Regions from separate parts of the Zea mays genome. Here region 1 is linked to region 2. A link is a contact called in public Hi-C data. All regions are on one chromosome and are shown on one strand. Each heading gives the region's core, a stretch centred on a gene start, on an enhancer-like site or on the middle of the called end of the contact. The rest is flanking DNA. Distances are from core to core; before and after follow the strand shown.

What was found. Hi-C and Micro-C count contacts between places; a contact is called where the count stands out from the background.
Region 1: a Hi-C map of leaf shows a contact between it and region 2, with 8 times the contacts expected there. The contact joins the promoter of LOC100274936 here to the promoter of LOC100285072 in region 2. A contact is called at or near these places in 6 of 25 Hi-C or Micro-C datasets (bundle sheath, ear, leaf and 2 more).

The regions. Positions count from the first base shown.
Region 1 is chr8:121,473,189-121,476,285 of Zm-B73-REFERENCE-NAM-5.0, reverse strand. It overlaps LOC100274936, which reads right to left and starts at 1,619. Exons shown (of 7, transcript NM_001349907.1): 1 at 947-1,619; 2 at 424-553. The coding sequence starts at 1,551.
Region 2 is chr8:121,271,805-121,274,814 of Zm-B73-REFERENCE-NAM-5.0, reverse strand. LOC100285072 reads left to right here and starts at 1,694. Exons shown (of 1, transcript NM_001157967.2): 1 at 1,694-3,010. The coding sequence starts at 1,947.

The DNA.
Region 1 (3,097 bases), core at 370-2,869, 200 kb before region 2:
TGACCAGCAAAAATTGGCATTTGAAGCTCATAAATGCCCAAAACAAAGTATAGAAATAGTAACATGCACATTCAGCAGAATACACTTCAGGAGTGATGAGTCATAACACTAACAGCAACTGTATCTTAAGTGTGCAAAACAAGGTTTTTCCACTAGTTTGCACGGAGTTCTCTATATACTAGAACCATGCTGATGGCATGCTTGCTAAGCAGCTGTGTAGAAACCTGCAGAGAGATAGTATCATGTTATGTAGAATGAGAAATACATAACGAAATATATAGTGTCATCTTTCAAGATATACTGGAAAAACTTTGCCAGGACAAGACTTGATTCACTGGCGCTGTATGCTATTGATAAAAAAGGTTGTCCACATTATTCACATACTAGCTTATTGACTGTACAAGCTAAGTAGCTAACAATCACCTCCAGTGGTGTTCCACAAGCAATAAGCTTAATTCCAGTATCACGGCAGTAACACAGAAGAGGTTCATACTCCTGCCATAGCTCCTGCGACCAGTGCGATGTGTATAACTTTAAGATTCCACCATCAATCCTAAATAAAGCATAAGCTTGTCAAGTTCTTACTTAATTCTCTTATAGAATGTAATTGTTCGCGAACATCCAATTAGCTTCAACAAACCATGAGGTGCAAAGAATACTACATCTTTTTCATGATAAAATACCACACTATTAATGAGGCAGCATACAATTTATGCTTGTTACAATTGTTAGGAAGTGGCGGAACAAAGTGTATTCCAGGCCCAATGGGGCTCATATACAAGTTAAACATGTGCAAAGAACAAAGAAGCCCTCCAAGTGGTCGCCAATTTATCATATTGGGCTCACAAATCATAGCAATTTTTTCCATCGCAACAACGTTGCCTTAAAATTAGAACATATAGGAGAAGTGATAAATTACAACCGCAGACGGAGAGCAGCACCGCACCTGCCGTCCATGAACTGGTCGAGCTGCTGCTGTAGGTCGCAGGGGAACGCCTCCAGCGCGAGCGCCAGGCCCCTTCCAGCGTCAGCGCAGCGGCCCGCGAGGCCCCTGACGATCTCGAGCTCGACCACACGGTCGTCGGGGTCGGGTTCGAGCTCGGCCTCGCCGAGGTACACCACCCTCGCAGCCGCCAGCTTCTCCCACACCCGCCCCCGCGCGTCCCCTGCCAACGCCTCTGGCTCCCCGAGGACCGTCGCGTCGTACACCCTCGACATGGCCGACTCGCTGGCCTCAGGCTTCGTCTCCGCCGCATCCGCGGCGGGCTGCGGGGAGAGGGATTCTTCGGTGGGCGGTGGATGTGGAGCCGGGCTTTCGGTGTCATCGGCCTCGGTGGCGGCGGACGGGAGCGGGCGGAGGACGGCGGATGCGGCGGCGAGCGAGGGAACGAAGAGGACGAAGCCGCGGCGGGAGGCGGATACGCTGCGGAGTGTTGAGGCCGCAGCGGCGGTGGCCGTGAGGTGTTTGGCGCCTAGGCGGGAGCTGCGCCTGCGAGAGGAGAGGCGCGGTTTGGAGGCGGCGGGGATTTGAGACGGCGCGTGGGACAGCATTGCTGGCAGCCTGCTTGGAGCTGTGCTTGCTGATCGCGAGAGCCGATGCTGGGAGTCTGGGGATGTCGTGGTCTCGTGGATAAACTGTGAATCGATTCACAGGCAGCGGCACTAGAGAAAGAAGAAAAAAAAAATCGCGATCTCGTCATTTTCAACGCCAATTCTTGACACATGGTAGTACCATGCAGATTGTGTGCGTGTGCGTGGTCGTGTGGATAAGAAAAGACGACAGCCACAGGCTCTGATGGACTGGCCTGTCGGCATCCAGCAATGTGTGAAATACTGAGTGTTTGGTTGTACCTGCTAAAGTTTAGCTCGGGTCACATCAAACGTTTGACTTTTAAATAGGAATATGAAATATAGACCCAACCAACTGGACTAGATTCGTCTCGTCTTTTAATCTTCGGCTGACAAATTAGTTTTATAATCCGACTACATTTAATACCCGGAACGGAGGTTCAAACATTCGATATGACAGGGGCTAAATTTTAGTTTAGGGTACACTCGTTTTGCATGAAAAGAGCTGCTTTCTTTTAACTCCTTTTGCACTATGCCAAGATACACTCGTACATAATACACATACATTATTTAAGTAAGAGCCAGTTGGGAATTAGAATGGAGCGGCTCTGTCTGAGAGATTTTGGAGAGACAAATGATTCAGCATTTGAACATAATTTTATTTTTGAAGTCGCTTTGCCATACACAGAATCAAATCCAAACAATAAGTTGGGATCAGAATCAATCCAAACAATAAGTTGGGATCGGAGCGGATCCGTTCTACCATACACTGAAATCAAACAATTCTTTAGTGCACACGAAGTTAGTAACACAACTGGATCTTGATTTTTTTATTTTAGCATCTTTTAAAAAAATCACTTTTCGATTATTAGTGGAACAAAGTGCTATTTATCCTAGAAATCAGTGTCATGGTCTCTAATACACAATTCAACGCCGTCGAGATATACACACTAACACCATCATAGATGTGACATGGCAGCACCTCGACGCTATGACCTATGCTGCTAAGCTCCACGCCATAGATATTAGCATCGAGCTATTGCACCGAGCCACGACTTCTCCTTTCCCTCGCCCAACGTCTTCGACACATGCGACATCCATTTATTTCTCATCTCTCTTCATATCCCTTCAACGTTCTCTAATTCATTGACTCAAACTTTGAAGCTTGGATTTGATCCTTGGATCTTCAAGATCAAGGTATCCTCCCTCTCCTCAATTTAATCCATGTTAAGTGTGTTTTTGTAAACCTAGTTTTCTAGGTAAATATGGGTTGAACCAATTTAGATTTTGATATACAAGCAACATTGTTTAGTAGATCGGTTACGTCTACAAACATATGTTTAGTTTCTGCCATTGGATTGTATGTGTACATGTCAAGGCGTAGATTTTATGATTAGATTATAATGTTAGTTATTATGTTAGGTTAAATTTGGTTGTTATATGAAGGTTTTGTTTTGTTATTTATAATATTTAGTTTTGTTAGTTATTTAGTTTAGGTTATATGTCCATATTAATTTGAAATATTTAG
Region 2 (3,010 bases), core at 445-2,944:
GGGCTGAGCCCGAGTCCGAGCCCTGGGTCGGGCGAAGCGGAGTTCGCCGTCTTTCGGGGCTGAGCCCGAGTCCGAGCCCTGGGTGGGGCGAAGCGGAGTTCGTCGTCTTTCGGGGCTGAGCCCGAGTCCGAGCCCTGAGGCTGGGCGGATCGGAGTCCGTCGTCTTCAGGGGCTAAGCCCGAGTCCGAGCCCTGGGTCGGGCGGAGCGGAGTTCGCCGTCTTCCGGGGCTGAGCCCAAGTCCGAGCCCTGGGTCGGGCGAAGCAGAGTTTCCTATGGTGCCTGAGGCCGGGCCTGACTGCCTGTCAGCCTCACTCTGTCGAGTGGCGCAGCAGTCGGAGCGGCGCAGGCGGCGCTGTCCTTCTGTCAGGCCGGTCAGTGGAGCGGCGAAGTGATTGCGGTCACTTCGGCTCTGTCGACGGAAGGGCGCGCGTCAGGATAAAGGTGCCAGGCCACCTTTGCATTAAATGCCCCTGCGATTTGGTCGGTTGGCGTGGCGACTTGGCCAGGGTTGCTTCTTGGCGAAGACTAGGCCTCGGGCGAGCCAGAAGTATGTTCGTCGCTGGAGGGGGGCCTCGGGCGAGACGGAGATCCTCCGGGGTCGGCTGCCCTTGCCCGAGGCTAGGCTCGGGCGAGGCGTGATCGAGGCCCTCGAATGGACCGATCCCTGACTTAATCGCACCCATCAGTCCTTTACAGCTTTGTGCTGATGGGGTTACCAGCTGAGAATTAGGAGCCTTGAGGTACCCCTAATTATGGTCCCCGACACTAATTTACCAAAAAATGTTAATAGTTGAACTATTAGCTAGAGTGTTTAGAGGTCTTAACTAATTTTAGCTACTAACTATTAACTATAGTGCATTTAAAGACCCATTAGATATGTTTGATAAAGATAAAATAATTTCTTTTCCCACAACAGGACGAGTCTGAATTTAATTGGTAATACAACGATTTAGAAATGCCTGCAGTATTTAATGTTTCCCAAACCATGTAAGGATCAATTTTAAAAGTCCTTTTTAACTTATATATTTCTCGGTCATTTAACTAAGGTAAAGTGTAATATTTATTTTTATTATCAATACTAGATATAGACAATATATTCTCATAGATATTAACTTTATTTATTATGAATATTGTTTTTGAGAAGGTCCACCATAATGATTTATTAGACCCTCGTGTATCGCTCAACTATTGCATTGCCGATAAAGTCTGAATCATGATTATGTGCCGGTGTATGTATGCATTGGACTAGTGTTAATAATGTGGCGGACGGAAGTGGTCAGCCACGTAGGCAAAATGGCAAAAGTGTAGTATCTTTTAAACTATAATGGCAAAACTGTTAAGAAAACCGTAAACATGAATTTTGGAGAGATAGTTCATTATCCCCGTGACTGTCCTTCCCGCGGCTCACGCCGTTGAAACCAGCCTCATCCAGTCATCCTTCCCGCCTTCTCCGTCTGAAACCCACCTGCTAGACAAGCAGCCTAGCCCTGTGCCATGACTTTTTCGTCTGTGCCAGACAAGAGACAAGCAGCCTAGCCCTGTGCTATGCCGACGCTGTCACCGACGACACGGCACGACCTTTGCCTTTCGCATCTCCCGAGGCCACGCCGTTTTCACCGTCAAGACTCAAGACCGTCCGTGACTGGCCCAACACCCACCGCAAGTTTACGCCGCGCACTCGGCATGACGGCACTGCAACTCGAGAGCTGCCCGTGCCCCGTGCCGTAGCAGTGGCCACCAGTCAAGCAAGCGGTCGCTCTCGAGTCTCGACTAGACGCCACCGCGTTCCAGAGCGAGAAGCGAGAAGTCTTCCCCTCGCCTCGTCTCCGCCCACAACAAACATCACCCGAAGCCGCGTGGAGCCATCATCCAGATCGGAGCCAGCGCGCCGGGTGATGCTGTTCCGGCCACGAAAGTAGCCGTCTTGCACCCCGACCCAAGAGCCATGGCGGAGGATGGCGAGGAGAAGCTGCTCGCGACGGTGCAGCATATCGTGCAGACGCTGGGGAGCAGCGACACAATGACGGAGGACATCCTCAAGGTCTTCTCCAACTACGACGGCCGCCTCTCGCTCGACAAGCTCTACGCCGCGCGCGCGGCGGCGGCGGCCGCTGCGTCCGGTGGTGGCGGAGGAGGAGGAGGAGGAGGAGGGGGAGGAATCGTAGGGGAGCGCTCGATGCCGACGTCACCGCCGCTGCCCCCGCCTCCCGCGGCGGCGGTGTCGGCCGCTGGGCCGAGGCCGCTGGTCACGTCGATGGAGCGGACCGTGCGCGCGCTGGACCGCCAGATCTCGCAGTTCGTGGCCATGGATCGGCTGATTTGGGCGGACTCCGCCGACGCGGACGCGTTCCTGGAGGCGGTCGACGACCTCATCGGCACCGTGCAGGAGCTGGACGCCGCGGGGACCAACCGCGCCTTGCTCGACCGCTCCGACGAGCTGCTCAGCCGGTGCATGGCGCGTCTGGAGGATGAGTTCAGGGAGCTCATAGAGCGCCCCGACGCCGCCGCCCCCGTGGTGCCGGGTGGGTTCGGGTCGGACGGGAGCGACGACGACGAGGAGGACTTCGGAGGTGGGAACAACTACGGCGACGAGCCTATCCCGATCGCCAAGCCGGTGACGGACTACGACGTCGTGATCGATGCTCTCTCTCCGGGGTCCATCGCCAACGTGCACCAGATCGCCAGGAGGATGGTGGACGCCGGCTTTGGCCGCGAGTGCGCTGAGGCCTACGCCGCGGCGCGCCGCGGCTTCGTCGACGAGAGCGTTGCGCGCCTCGGCGTCCGTTCCCGCACCGCCGAGGAGGTTCATGCCTCACCCTGGGAGGAGCTTGAGTTCGACATCGCCCGCTGGATCCCGGCGTTCAACATGGTGTTTCGCATACTGATTCCCAGTGAGCGCCGCCTATGTGACCGCGTTTTCGACGGCCTCGCCCCCTTCGGCGATCTTGCCTTCATCGCCGCCGTGCGTACCCAGGCTCTGCAGCTCATATCGTTCGGCGACGCTATCTC